2 separate regions of the Sus scrofa genome follow, and region 2 is linked to region 1. Evidence: chromatin contacts called from public HiChIP or PLAC-seq data. All regions are on one chromosome and are shown on one strand. Each heading gives the region's core, a stretch centred on a gene start, on an enhancer-like site or on the middle of the called end of the contact. The rest is flanking DNA. Distances are from core to core; before and after follow the strand shown. Region 1 holds the start of SLC4A1AP (kanadaptin). Region 2 holds the start of CCDC121 (coiled-coil domain-containing protein 121).

Region 1 (7,609 bases), core at 2,911-5,410:
ACTCCTAGGCAGGTCACGTAGCCCACTTGCTGCTGCCAGGGCATGGCGCCACAACCCAAGTCACATCCCGAGCTGTTCCAATGATGTAAAGCTTGAATAGGTAACACATGTCCATAGCAAACAGTACAAAAGGATATCTAGTGAACAAGAAGTTTCCTTCTCCTTGGATCAACTGCTTGATTCTGATCACATTTAGGATCTGATTAATTTTAAGATACAGCTGAGATACTGCTCGATGGTGCTCTATTTCACTAGCACATAGGTTCCTCAAAAGCCGGGCAATATGGACTTCTAGAAATTCACAGTCCCAATCAGGAGAATCTTATTTAACTACAACAGACCATTTTGGGAAAGCAACTCAATTTTATAAAAGCAACTGAAAACACATAAAGCTTACAAAACTTTTTTGTCCTATCCTATGCAGTGAAATGGGTAGGGATCCATATTATTACTCTGGCAGGTGAAGAAATCGAAGGTCAGAGGGGCGCACTGGCCAAAGGTCCTTTTGGTATTATTAAGGGATAGAGCTTTTGACGCCAGATTGCATGTTCTTTATGATATACTGTTTTGCACCTAATCATTACTGTGAAAATCATAATCTTTCCAAAACAAAAAGCCTCAAAAAGCTGTCTAATCTCCTAAAAATAACTTTCAACAAGTTTTTTTGGCTGTGCCGACAGCACACAGAAGTTCCAGAACCAGGGGTTGAATCTGTGCCAAAGCAGTGACCCAAGCCACAGCAGTGACAACACTGGATCCTTACCCTGCTGTGCTGCCTGGAAACTCCAAGAACATTTTTATGTTATTGTTTCTTAAACTATGCTACTGAAATGAAAATATGTGATTAAAAAATTGTTTAGGGAGTTTACTTGTGGTATAGTGGGTTATCATATCCAGGGTTATCACTGCAGTGGCCTGGGTCACTGCTGTGGCGCAGGTTTGAGCTCTGGCCTGGGAACTTTCTTGTGCCCTAGACGTGGCCAAAAAAAAAAAAAAAAAAAATTTTTTTTATATGGGACCTGTGGGTTCCTAGCAGTATGAGAATAAGTCCATGAATCTCATTTTGAGGGCATGGAGCTAAACCCACAGTATACATTTTAATTAAACAGAAAGACTGACTCTAAGGACTATGAGGCTATGGCCTAATTTATTTATTTATTTATTTTTGCTATTTCTTGAGCCGCTCTTGCAGCATATGGAGGTTCCCAGGCTAGGGGTCGAATCGGAGCTGCAGCCCCCGGCCTACGCCAGAGCCACAGCAACGTGGGATCTGAGCCGTGTCTGCAACCTACACCACAACTCACAGCAACGCCAGATCGTTCACCCACTGAGCAAGGGCAGGGACCGAACCTGCAACCTCATGGTTCCTAGTCAGATTCGTTAACCACTGCGCCACGACGGGAACTCCGCTATGGCCTAATTTAGAGACCAGTGTAGTACCTTGGGGCTGGTACAGACTCCGGATTTGAAAAATCACGGTTCAAGTCTTCGATTTCCCACTAATTACCTGAGCAACTTTGGCCAAGCCAATCACTTCCATCCTCAGTTTTCCGCATTACATGCTTAAGAGGGCTGCTGAGAAGATTTTCTGAGAAAAGTAAGTGTAGCCAAGCCTTGCCTTACCGGTAAAAGTCACTCTCTGGGTCACTGTGCCGGATCTGGAATGGTGCGTTGGGATTCTTACAGTCTAAAGGCAGGAGGTCATCAGGAAGAGGAGGTGACCCAGGGCAGGATGGAAGAGGTTCACCTTCTTCAGTCTTTACACCTTCTGTCTGCTGCTGATTCTGGGCCTGCGCTGCGGCAATGAGGTTGCGCAGGCGTCGGTTGTGCTGGATCAGCTGAATGGTGTGGATGGTGAGGCTGCATGGCTCTGAGGGGATGTCCAGCATAGTGGGGGGCTTGGGCTTGTTGGCCGAGGGCTGGTGCAGGGGTGGGTCATGGACTTCTACCAGTCGGAACTCCCGAGGGAGCAAGTCGAAGGAACTTCTGTTGGTCTGGCTTGATGAGATTGGTATCTCTCCCCAATATCTCAACATTTTAGGATAAGAAAGGAAGAGCTTTCAAATTAAATGTAGATATCCTAAAAGAAGTGTTTTAAAATCTCTAGCAACTGCAGATTATAGGCTTCTGTAGTGAGAAATATGAATTCTAGCCAGTTATTCACATAAAAAGTAGGCAGTTCACTTAGAAGAATGTCAGTGTTAGCAACACCGTAGGACCAAGGATGTTCGCCCTGAAGAAATTAAGAGAAATCTATTAGATGCCAGTCAGTCATTACAATCATACACTATGGATTGAATTACAAGATGGAGTTTGGGTGCAATAGTATTTGGGGCTATAGTGTCCATGTTAAGGGGAATAGTTCTCAGAGTATCCTGACACATCTGTCCTGGCTCAGTAGGAGAAGAGGGGATGGAGTTAAAGATGGGAGAAGATGGCTGTTACTCTGTGAATGCCAGGCATGAGACCCTGTTGTTGTGTTTTTTTTTTTTTTTTTTTTTTGGCCATTTCTTGGGCCGCTCCCTCGGCATATGGAGTTTCCCAGGCTAGGAGTCGAATCGGAGCTGTAGCCGCCGGGCTACACCAGAGCCACAGCAACGTGGGATCCGAGCTGAGTCTGCAACCCACACCACAGCTCACGGCAACGCCGGATCGTTAACCCACTGAGCAAGGCCAGGGATTGAACCCGCAACCTCATGGTTCCTAGTCGGATTGGTTAACCACTGAGCCACGACGGGAACTCCAGGCATGAGACCCCTTAACTGGCTCTGGTGGAAAAATCCATGAACCACTAATCTAAATGGTCTTATGTGTTCAACTGCTGACATACACAGGGAAGAATCTGAGAAATTTCTGCTGTCTCTGAACTGGTATCCCTTCTTTCAGTCTCTCCTTATATCTAATCTTTCTACAGTGATGCTAGACTTAATATTTTTAATTCAGGTCTAACGTCTTCCCTGTGCCTCCTGGAAAAAAAGTCAGTCAAAATTTTGTGGTTTACCGTTTAACAAAATTTACAATCTGGTTTCGACTCACCTCTCCAGATTCATTGCCCATATGTCTCTTCAGATTCAACAAACATTTATGGAATGCCAGGTATCATGAGAGGACATAAAGACTAATGCAAGATCCTTGCCCTGAGGTGAGGGAGAAAAACATAAGAACATTTCAATATTAAAGTGTGTGATAAGTGCTCTTCCAGAGGCACAGGGCTGGTGCAGTGAGAAGACACAAAGGAGGAACTTCCTGGAAAAAATGACCACCTCAGTTCTAACAGCAGCAGACTACTTAGCTGATCCTTTAGGCTGTGATCTCTGCCAGAAATGCCCAGCCACACACCCCATCCCTGGAAGACTCGTATTCATTCTTTCTTTCTTTTTTTCTTTTTTTTTTTTTTTGGTCTTTTGTCTTTTAGGGCTGTACCTGCGTCACAGGGAGGTTCTCAGCCCAGGGGTCGAATCAGAGCTTCACCACAGCAATGAGGGATCCAAGCCACCTCCTCAAACTACACCACAATCAGTGGCAACGCCAGATCCTTAACCCACTGAGCAAGGCCAGGGATTGAACCCCCTTCCTCATGGATAGTAGTCGGGCTCGTTAACCACTGAGTCATGACAGGAACTCCATATGTTCATTCTTAAGTATGGCTTAAGTCACTCTCTCCATCACCTCCCCAGGACATCTCCCTTCATTATATCCTCACAGCACTTTGCATGTCTCCATCACAGCATTTCTCCCTGGATTTAAAATTGTACTTATCTCAATTTTACTCTTCCACATATCCTTCACAACTACGATCTTGGTTGAGTGCCTAAAATTTGCTGAGTGCCTATTACCTACCAGGCTTTACTGTTTAATTCAATTCTCCCAACTACCGTTATGAAGTAGGTACTATTATTATCCCATTTTCCAGACACGGACACTGAGGCCTACTGTATTGCCTAAGGTCAGAAGTGGCTGAAGGGAAAATGGTCAGGCTACAGCGTTTTCTCTATTTTAACAACTACACTGTGATGGCTCATTAATCGGTTTCAGAAAGAGTGAAAGAACAAACGAGTAAATGAATTTATCAAGTGACAACAAAAATCGTCCTCTCCCCTAACTTCACCGAAAGGAGCACGAAGGACAGGCACCAAGCCCAAGCAATGCCCAAATTCCTATGGGGACCTCGTCGGCATCAGCAGACGCGGGCGCCAATCACAGGGTCCTGGGGTCGCCTAGTGCTAGAGCAACCCAAACACGGGGAGATTTGAACCTGGACGGAGGGAAGAAGGCTCCACTAGGGAGTGCCGCGTGTCAGGAGCGGTGCTGAGCTGCCGTACGACTCCGAGAGGCCCGAGGCGAGGGTCGAGTTAGGCCCGGAAGGCTGGTGTGTTGATTAGTGGGTCAAGACGCCGGAAGCGCTTCTTCTCCATTAGGCTCTGCCGCAGGAAGTCATTACAATCCAGGTGCAACCTCTAAAGATGTCCCCATTCTGACGCCACCCTGACCGCCTTTTTCTGTTATTCTCTTATTATAACTTCGCAGGTTACTCGCTTCTTCACAACGCTCTGGGTCGTGAAGGGGAAACTCCACCATCCCTGTCAGAGAAGCCGCTGGGAGCTGCGGAGAGGGAGGCGTGGAAAGGAACGTAGAGGCCGAGGGTGGTGAGGTTTCCCAGGAACAGCTTTCGCGGCTGCACCCGATGAGGATGGCTGATAGTACTTCTCAGTCTGATCCTCTGGCTTCCCAAGAACTCAATGGCGACTTCAAGAAGCCAGCCCTGCCAGTGGCCCCATCGGAACGGAGCAAGGTCACGGCAACCAGTACTTCAAACCCCGAAGAGGTGAAGAAGGAAAGGCCCACGGCGCTGCCGGACTCCGATTCCGCGGAGCCTGATGCCCTGCCGGCCCAGCCGGACAGCGGGGAGACTAGGGGTCCAGCGAAGGAGCAGCCGCGGCCCCCCACAGCGGCTCCTTCCCCCGGCTGCCCGGCCCGGGCTCCCCCCTACCGAGAGCCGCCATGGGGCGGCCCCGCTACTGCCCCGTACGGCCTAGAGGCTCTGAAAGGAGGCACCATCCTTGGCAGCCGGAGCTTGAAAGGCATGAGTTGCTGCCTTTTCGGGAGGCTCCCTAGCTGCGATGTGTGCCTGGAGCACCCTTCGGTGTCTCGCTACCACGCCGTGTTGCAGCACAGGGTGTCCAGCCCCGATGCAGAATCCGACGGCCACGGGCCCGGCTTCTATCTCTACGATTTGGGAAGCACCCACGGCACTTTCCTTAACAAAACGCGCATTCCACCCCGCACCTATTGTCGGGTCCACGTCGGGCATGTTCTTCGCTTTGGAGGCAGCACCCGGCTCTTTCTTCTTCAGGTAAGTAGAAAAACCTAAATTTGACGTTTCTGGAGCGCACCGGGCTGCGTTCCTCGGCTCCTTAAAAGTTTTCACTGAGAAAGGAGATTGTCCCAGTTAGCGAATACAAAAGTGAAGGAATGTGGTCCCTTATTTCCGGAACTCTCTGGACACACTGCCATGTTTCTGAAAAGGGATTTCAACAATCCTGACTCTAAAGGAAGAATTCTTTCGCTTGATTCGTCAGGGACCAGAAGAAGACCGAGAGGCAGAATCCGAGTTGACAGTAACGCAGCTGAAGGAATTGCGTAAGCAGCAGCAAATGATGTTGGAGAAGAAGATGTTGGGAGAAGACTCAGACGAAGAAGAGGAAATGGATACCGCTGAAAGAAAGAGAAATATTAGTAGTCAAGATGATGAAATGGGCTGCACCTGGGGAATGGGTAAGACATTAAAATTGCTGTCAGAGGTTAATGTTTTATTTTATTATTATTATTTTTTTTTTGTCTTTTTTTGCTATCTCTTTGGGCCGCTCCCGCGGCATATGGAGGTTCCCAGGCTAGGGGTCCAATTGCAGCTGTTGCCCCTGGCCTACGCCAGAGCCACAGCAACGTGGGATCCCAGCCGTGTCTGCAGCCTACACCACAGCTCACGGCAACGCCGGGTCGTTAACCCACTGAGCAAGGGCAGGGACCGAACCTGCAACCTCATGGTTCCTAGTCGGATTCGTTAACCACTGTGCCACGACGGGAACTCCGGAGGTTAATATTTTAAATTCATTTCTACTGGTACCGGTAAATGTTTTTTTTTGTTTGCTTTTTGTCCTACAGCTTTCATGACTCTTTGAGATAGACAGGACAAATACAGTTTGCACAAAACCCGGGAAGATGCGTTCACTTTTCTGATGCTAAACAATTGATTTATGGGTACTATTAATTTAATGTTTTTACATATGCACTCCCTTGTTCAGAACTCTTCCTCAGCATATAATTTATTGTTTTTAACTATTAAAACTTATTTAAGTAGTGATTATCACTTGAGAGGGTGAAACTACCTTCAGTCAAATACAATGAAATGTTATTCAATATAGGAGTTCTTTCGAAATTTTTTTTTTTTTTAATGGCAGCACCTGCGGCATATAGAAGTTCTGGGGCCAGGGATTAAATCTGAGCCACAGCTGCTGCAACACCAGATCCTTTTTGACCCACTGCGCCAGGCAAGGCGTCTAACCCACACACCTCTGCAGCGACTGGTGCCGCTGTGCCACCATGGGAACTCCTTGAATTTTTTTGTATTTTGTGTAAAAACCGCGAAATGTGAAATATCTAATCAAAGAAAGCTGGTTCCTTAGCCAAAGGAATAAACTGAATGTTCCATAAGACCAGATGTTTAGGAGTATGAAAAGCTAGAAGATATCCTTACTATGTTGTTGAGAAGACAGATAGGTTTTACGAAACTACGTGTGCTAAGTGCCAGACAAAGGCTAGAAACTATTAGTATGCTGAAGTAAGGGTTCAGAGAAGGGAGCAGTCACTGAGGACCTAGGCCTGCGTTATCCAATATGGTAGTCACCAGTCACACATGGTTATTGGGCACTTACAGTGTGACTAGTTGAAATTAACTTGTGCCATGGAGTTCCTGTTGTGGCGTAGTAGAAACGAATCCACCTAGTATCCATGAGGATGCAGGTTCGGTCCCTGGCTTTGTTCAGTGGGTTGGGGATCCAGAGTTGCCACCAGCTATGATGTAGGTTGCAGATGTGGTTTGGATCTGGAGTTGCTGTGGCTGTGGCATAGGCCTGTAGCTACAGTTCCGATTCGACTCCTAGCCTGGGAACCTCCATGTGCCACAGATTTGGCCCTAAAAAGCAAAAAGCTATAAATGTGAAATATACACTGTATTTCACAGACTTACCAAATTAACATGTGCTGTAAATGTAAAATATACACTGGATTTCACAGACTTACAGTGAAAAAAATATAAAATGTAGTATTTTTATGTTGGTTATATGATAATTCATCTGTCTCTTACTCTGCTAATGTGGCAACTGGAAAATGTAAGATTACATATATGTGAGTTCCCGTTGTAGCTCAGTGGTTAACAAATTCAACTAGGAACCATGAGGTTGTGGGTTCGATCCCTAGCTCAGGGGGTTAAGGATCCAGTGTTGCTGTGAGCTGTGTAGGCTGGTGGCTACAGCTCCAATTAGACCCCCTAGCCTGGGAACTTCCATATGCTTCAGGTGCGGCCCTAGAAGGAGACGGGGGCGGGGGGGAA
Region 2 (7,609 bases), core at 2,407-4,906, 33 kb before region 1:
GAATCTAATTGTACAAGAATTCATTTTACATATGAAGAAAACAAATCTGGGAAAATTATGATGAAGTTTTTCATCACCGACAATTTCTGGAAAACATAAAATTGACTATGTTTTCTCATAGAGGAGCAATGTAAACATATGAGGCTATATTTCTGTACCAGAATTTAGCATTTGAAGAAGCCTCTGATCTAATCATCAGTATGTCCTAAGTGCCCTAAAGGTCAATACTAGTTTAAAATACTATTCCTAGTTCTACTGAAGGGACATAAATATAACGCCCTAAAGGTCTATATTGATTTAAAATACTATTCCTAGTTCTACTGAAGGGGCATAAATGTAGGGTAATGTGAATAACAAAAGGACTAATAACTGCCTATGTCGTAAGAAAATGTAATAAGAGACCTAAAGTGAAGGTACTCTAGTGAATGTTTTATCATCTTACATGTCATCTTAGAATTTAGGATGTTGCTGGGGAAAGAGATGGCAAAAGACTCTTTTAAAAGTTCTCCAAATATATGAAAACTTTCTTTTGATATAGTTTCCTGAAACAGGCAGAAGCATTCAGTCACCTCATTCAGGCTAGAGATATTTCTCCACAGAAAACCTGACCAGGTATGCATACATCCTATCTTCTCAGTTCACACAAAGCTAAAATTGTATGGGTTGAGCATCAGAGAGAAAGTCATTCTACGGCTTATTACACTTGCTGTTACTAGAGTATTTTTCAATCATAGGAAACTATAGAAGCAGCCAACTGATCACGAGCACAGACTTTACAAAGAGCTTAAAAACACCTTGCCTTTGTCTGTGAAGGTGGCCAAAGGAGTGAGGTTACACTGAGGTTGGTTGTTTACGGGCAGAAAGCAGAATGTAACCATCTGAAATGCTATACTTTGGGGCAGGGGGGGCTTTTTCTATAAAGAAACCTAATTTAGCTATAGGTGAAACACATCACACAACTGTTTTCCTCTCACTTCCTCAAGGTGGTTCTCTTAAGGTAGTTAGTTTCTTCCACGTGTGGATTTTCGGCAAATGATACGGGGCTATCTGGAGATGTGAGGAAGAACCTGTTTATTACCAAGACCTAATTAAAGAAAAACCTAACTCTAAGGGAAGCCAGTCTAGTAAATAATCTAGCACCACTGCTGGAAAAAGCACCTAATCCTTCACATTAACACATCATGGTGGCTATTTTACCACAGCAACCTGAGATCCCAAAGGCTTCCTAACCAGGTTTATGTTATGCAGCACCTAAAAACCCTTGTTCTAGTCCTGACTTAGTGTTATTTAGAAATTACTTTGGATGCATCCTTGACTTGGTGCCCAGGGCAGGGTTCAGTGTGGTCTTTGGAACACCCTGTCTTGGGCATGGATTACGCCTTTCTTGGAGTCGTTGCCTTCCCCGGATTAAGGATTCCAGGTACCACTGCTCCTGCTGCAGCAGCTGCTGCTGCTGCTTTAAATGGCTGTGAGTAGCCTCCAACTTCTGGCATTTCTGAATTAGCTGTGGTAGTTCCTTCCGTAACCGCTGGTGCTGTTTGTTGATGCTACCATGGAACTCGGAAGCATACTGCTTTGCTGCCTTCTCTAAGGCTTGGTTCTTGCTGTTCAGCTCCTTTGTTGGTCTCTTTCCCAACTGCCTTGCGTCTAGCTCGCTCAGTTGTGCCTCCAGTAATGCTTTTTCCTGGAAGAACTGAACCAGTACAGCCTGTTTCTTTACAGCTGTCTCAGCCTGGGTTTTCTTTATCTCCTGCTGCAGTGTCCGAATTTCTCTCTCCTGGTTCTCCTTTACTATGGAAATGTCCCTCATTGCCTCCAACTGCTGATTCAAGTTGGACAGGATCTTTTCCTTCTGCAGGAGCTCTGTTTTAAGCTCTGATTTTTTCTTTGCATATTTAGAGGCTAATTCTTGTCTCTTTTGTTCAATCTCCCCACTTTGGTGTAAATAGTCGTTCCACAGCTTCTCAATTCGCTGTTTACACTCCTCTGTTTGCTTGGTCAGGTATTCCAGAAAGAACTGGTTTTCCTTCTTGACATGTGCCTTTTCTGCAAGCAGCTGCCTAGTATCCCCCATTATAGGTTCTAGCCGGATTTGAGTTTCTTTGATTTGCTTGTCCAGCTTCATCATTTCTACTATTGCCTTTTCTTTAAACCTCTTCTCTCTCTTTGTTAGCTTCTCTGGCTTGAGAAAATTATTTAGGAAGCGAAGATCTGGTTGAAGGGAACTACTGGAGTCCTCAGCCAATCTGAAGGAAGAACAAGCGAGACATTCCCCCATCAGGAAAAGTTAGGAAAGAATCTTAAAAATGCACACCTGTACCTCCACATCCCAAATACTTGGGAGCCCTGGAGTTCCCGTCATGGTTCAGGGGTTAACGAATCCGACTGGGAACCATGAGGTTGTGGGTTCGATTCCTGGTCTTGCTCAGTGGGTTAAGGATCCAGCGTTGCCGTGAGCTGTGTGTGGTGTAGGTCGCCGACGCGGCTCGGATCTGGCATTGCTGTGGCTGTGGCATACGCTGGCAGCTACAGCTCCTATTAGAGCCCTAGCCTGGGAACGTCCATATACCAGGGCTTCGGCCCTAGAAAAGACAAACAACAATAAAAAACAAATATTTGGAAGCACCTATGATGTTCCTCACACAAGGCACCGGCATCGGGAATAGGACTAAGGGTAAAGACGTTGAGAGTGTAGTTTACAACCCACACTACGCCTTCACCGCAACCCTGCGAGGTAGTATCTCAAATGTAAAGAGGAGAGAACAGGTTTAGAGAACTTAAGTGGCCTGGCCACAATATACACCGCCAGCGGGTGGCAGAACCTGGGCTTGAAACCCAGATCTCAAGGCTTAACTGCACACTACAGGCACTCCGAAGGGCCGCAGAAGCCATCTGGCCGGTCGGGAGTTAGGGCATAGGGCTCGGCTCTTCCACCACCTTTCCGGGTGCCCAAGGCGCTTTGAGGGGAGGGATGCGCTCCTTCAGTACCTACTTGACAAACTCGGCAACCAAACGTTCCTCCCCCAAGCCTCGGCGCAGCTCCTTTGGGGAGGCCGTCAGGGAGCCAGCGCTAGAGCCGGGGGCCGGCGACACGCGGACACCGCGTCGCAGTCTAGAGGGTTTTCCCAGTTTCTCCCGACGGGTCTCTGGAGGTCTCGGAGCGGCCCAGCAACTCCGGGGCTCGCATACAGCCCGGGTCCTGGCCTGTCCAGCTCTGAGCCGCTTAACCTCCTCGGCTGCCGGACCAGCCCTAGCGGCTGGTTCTCCCGCGGCTCGGTTTCCTGCTCGCAGCGGGTCGGCAGGAAAACGCCCTCTCTTGACTCTCGTACTGTGTGAGCCCGGGGGTCCCCTGTCCTCCCACCCGCCTGGGGTCCGCAGCTGTGTCCTTAGCAGGCCTCGCCCGACGACGGTGAGCTGCTCTGGGGCTGACCCCTTCCAGTTGTCGTCCCAGTGTCTCCACCTCCCCGTCTCTGTCCCTAGTTGGGCCCCCATCCGGGTCCGGACGGACAGACACTAAGGCGCACGTCTCTCCCCTTGGTCCTGCCCTCCCGGGCCAGTTGGGTTTGGTTCGGTTCGGTTCGGTTTGGTTCTAGTCTCATTCAGCGTCCCGAACCTCGCGGGAGTCTCTCTAGCTACGACCGTCTCTATGGTCGAGTGGGCGGAGCCAGGAGCAAGATGGCTGCGCCCGAAGCTGCCACGGTGCCGCAAGCTTCCGGGGGTCCCCGGGCTCCGGCGTGCCTGTTGGTGCTGGGAATGGCGGGGTCTGGGAAAACCACCTTTGTACAGGTGACCTACACGGCGCGGGCGGAGTAGGGGCGCGGTGGAAGTTGTCTGTGGCGGGCGTAAGGCCAGGGAGAAAGGGAGGGAGATCTCTGGGGAGTTGGAGGGTACCGGCGCCAGGCTTTTAGGGTCTTGCCAGCAACTCCGGTTCCTTCCTCGGTGAACCCTTCTCAGATCCTCACTTGGGTTCATTTAGCCTCTTTCTGAGCCCCCTCAGTGCCTACGAGGTATGACCGTACTTGAAATTGTCTTGTCGGCCAACTCCTCAAAGGTAGAGGCTTACAAGGAATCCTGGCAGGTAATACAGTGCTAGCACACAGGCTTTCGGTGTAGATTCCTAAAGAATTCTATCTGGGGTGCCTCCTGTGTGTCAGGCACTGGGGATACAGCGGAAATGAAGTAACAAGGTTCCCGCTTAGGTGGAATTTAAGTTTTGTGGGAGATATGGAAACCCCGTCGTCCCCCCCGCCCCCCTAGTCAATACTTGATGGAGAGTACGATGTGTGATGAAGAAACGTTGCATTCAACTGAGAGTGATTGTTGGAGGTGGAGATCAGAGGTGGATATTTAAGGTAGAGGGAAATGCAAGTGCAAAATTCCTCTGGTAAGTTGGATAGAGGGGTGGGAGTTCTCTCTTGGTTCTGTATCATGCCTCTTGGTCTCAGTCTATCCCTCTCTCCATATCTCTGCAGAGGCTCACCGGACATCTGCATAGTCAAGGCTCTCCACCTTATGTGATCAACCTGGACCCAGCTGTGCATGAAGTTCCCTTTCCTGCCAATATTGGTGAGTAAACTGTACCAGAACTGGTGTGAAGTTTCTCAGAGAGTGGAAAACTGTCAGCCTATCCATCAGGCTTAAATGCTTTCATTTTTGATGTTGTCTAGCATTTCCCTTGGATTTGCTAGCATCCTTAGGCTTCTTCCCGATGATCATTTTCTCTTTGTTTACTCCTTCCCCCTTTCTAAATTTCTTTCCTTATCACCTACCATTTTCATTACCTCTCTTTGACTTTAGGGTGTGAGACTATGGTATTTGGGAAAATGAAGTGACAGAAAGTCAGTCTTTTGGCTTCTAAGCTGTAAATCCTTCAGCAGGCTCTGATACATAAACCTTGTTTTTATAGTTTCTTCCAGTTTGGATGATTTTTTTTTTTTTTTTTTTTTTTTTTTTTTTTTTTTTTTTTTTTTTTTTTTTTTTTTTTTTTTTTTTTTTTTTTTTTTTTTTTTTTTTTTTTTTTTTTTTTTTTTTTTTTTTTTTTTTTTTTTTTTTTTTTTTTTTTTTTTTTTTTTTTTTTTTTTTTTTTTTTTTTTTTTTTTTTTTTTTTTTTTTTTTTTTTTTTTTTTTTTTTTTTTTTTTTTTTTTTTTGGAGCATGAGTGTCTTGAACAGTAATTTGCTTACTGCAGTAGTTTGCTTTCAAAGTTACATGGAGAAATGTGTGTAAATATGCCTGTATGTGGTTGTGCGAGACGTTCCCTCCCTGTTATCATCAGACTTGACTATAAAAAAGATTAAGAATGGATATGATGCAGAGTCCTGATTCTTGATAGGATCTAGGCATCCTGATCTCCACAGACTATTCCTGGGTATTAGGCTTTTCCCTACTGGTTTCTTTTTAATTCTATTAAGCTTGTACTCCAGTGCTGATAAAGGAAAACTTTGTATTAAGAAGCAGAAATCATTATGGGAAGAGTTTTGGGAAAAAAAGTTCCCATCGTTTCACTTAAAGGATGGAACTCTAATAGTTGATGGAGAAGGTCTGCTGACTGCTAGATAGGTTTGGTTAGATATTACTGGACAGATCAATTTTTAAAATTTTAAATTCCATCCACATAATTTTTTTCTGATTTTATTGAGGTATAATTGATATGCAGCATTGTATATGATGAAGTTGTACAGCATAATGATTTGATTTACATACTCCTGAAGTGGTTACCATAGTTTAGTGAACATTTATCATCTCATATAGATACAAAATTAAAGAATAGAAAAAAAGTTTGTTTTCCTTGTGAATGAGAACTCTTAGCAACTTTCATTTATAGTGTAGAACAGTGCTCATTACATTTATAACGTTGTGTATAAATCCCTAGCATTTATTCATATTAGCACCGGAAGTTAGTACTTTTTTTTTTTTTTTTTTTTTTGGTCTTTTTGCCTTTTCCAGGCTGCTTCCATGGCATATGGAGGTTCCCAGGCTAGGGGTCGAATCAGAACTACAGCTGCCGGCCTAGGCCATAGCCATGGCAATGAGGGATCTGAGCCATGTCTGTGACCTACACCACAGCTCACAGCAACACCAGATCCTTAACCCACTGAGCGAGGCCAGGGATCAAACCCACAACCTCATGGTTCCTAGTCGGATCCGCTTCCACTGTGTCACAATGGGAACTCCAACCTTTATAAAAATATTATCTGTATTACTTTTGTTATCAGTAAACGAAGAGTAAGGAAATAAACCTTTTTTCTTGATTTAGCTCCCCTTTTCTATGAATGTGGTCAGTAGGTATTTAAATTGTATATAACTTTCCTCCTTGTCTCAGACCATCCTTACTGTAGCTTGAGAGAACTCCTAGCCTAACATTTTTATTGGCAGTTACTTAGCAGTTATCCTTGGCTGTAAGGAAGGGAACCAGTGTGAAGCTGGAGAAATTGCTAGAAGACAGTACTGACAACAGAAGCCTCAAAAGCTAGTTTCAGTTTCTTGTTGGGAGGGAAGGTACTTAGAGGATACCTTCTGTCCTCCTAGTCTCCTCCTGATCTTACTTCTTTGATTATCACAATTCTGTGATCTTAGCTTGAAAATTTATTCTATTATTTTTTTTGTCTTTTTGCCTTTTCTAGGGCCGCATCCACGGCATATGGAGGTTCCCAGGCTAGGGGTCCAATTGGGCCTGTAGCTGCCGGCCTATGCCACAGGCACAGCAACGTGGGATCCGAGCTGCATCTGTGACCTACACCACAGCTCATGGCAATGCCGGATCCTTAACCCACTGAGCAAGGCCAGGGATCGAACCTGCAACCTCTTGGTTCCTAGTCAGATTTGTTAACCACTGAGCCACGACAGGAACTCCCTTAGCTTGAAAATTTAGAAAACAGATTTGAAAAGTAACTCGGGTGCTAAGAGAGAAACTGATTTGTTTCCTTAGAGAAAGCAGAGATGACTTGAGAGACCTGTGGCTTAGATATTATGGGTGGAGAGTCTTAAATTGTATTGTTTCTTTTTCTTTCTTTTTTTTTTTTTTTTGTCTTTTTGCCATTTCTTGGGCCGCTCCTGCGGCCCGTGGAGATTCCCACACCAGGGGTCAAATCGGAGCTGTAGCCACTGGCCTACGCCAGAACCACAACAACTCGGGATCTGAGCCGCATCTGCGACCTACACCACAGCTCACGGCAACGCCGGATCCTTAATCCACTGAGCAAGGCCAGGGATCGAACCCGCAACCTCATTGTTCCTAGTCGGATTCGTTAACCACTGATCCATGATGGGAACTCCTGTATTGTTTCTTATGTGCTAAATTCCAGCTCATTCTTTCTTTTTTTCCCCCCAGATATTCGTGACACTGTGAAGTATAAAGAAGTCATGAAACAGTATCCTTTTCCACATCTGCTTGGTTGGCTCATCCCTGGCTAGTTACAGTCCATATATTGTGTGGCTTTGAAAAAGTGTTTGTGCCTTTCTTTGTGAAATATGCCAGTAAAAGCACTTGATCGCTTTCAAGTAATTTTATGGAGAGGAGGGAGGATGAATATGGGGAGAGGCATTGTAGGTGATTAGAAATCCTCGCTCAGCTTGTGAGTTCCATTTTCTGCCATTGTCTCAAACAGCAG

Evidence for each region. HiChIP or PLAC-seq counts read pairs in DNA pulled down with a chosen protein or histone mark.
Region 2: a contact with region 1 is called in an H3K27ac HiChIP or PLAC-seq map of alveolar macrophages. The contact joins the promoter of CCDC121 here to the promoter of SLC4A1AP in region 1. A contact is called at or near these places in 1 of 47 Hi-C or Micro-C datasets (embryonic fibroblasts) and 1 of 2 datasets of contacts at active chromatin or transcription factors (alveolar macrophages).

The regions. Positions count from the first base shown.
Region 1 is chr3:111,528,684-111,536,292 of Sscrofa11.1, reverse strand. It overlaps SLC4A1AP (kanadaptin), which reads left to right and starts at 4,160. Exons shown (of 16, transcript XM_021088411.1): 1 at 4,160-4,220; 2 at 4,528-4,575; 3 at 4,578-5,353; 4 at 5,580-5,775. The coding sequence starts at 4,160. It overlaps SUPT7L (STAGA complex 65 subunit gamma), which reads right to left and starts at 4,623. Exons shown (of 6, transcript XM_005653046.3): 1 at 4,256-4,623; 2 at 3,037-3,137; 3 at 1,624-2,233. The coding sequence starts at 2,036.
Region 2 is chr3:111,561,092-111,568,700 of Sscrofa11.1, reverse strand. CCDC121 (coiled-coil domain-containing protein 121) reads right to left here and starts at 3,656. Exons shown (of 2, transcript XM_003125283.3): 1 at 2,993-3,656; 2 at 1-2,246. The coding sequence starts at 3,492. The coding sequence ends at 1,295. GPN1 (GPN-loop GTPase 1) reads left to right here and starts at 3,636. Exons shown (of 14, transcript XM_003125289.5): 1 at 3,636-3,786; 2 at 4,473-4,566; 3 at 7,330-7,369. The coding sequence starts at 3,676.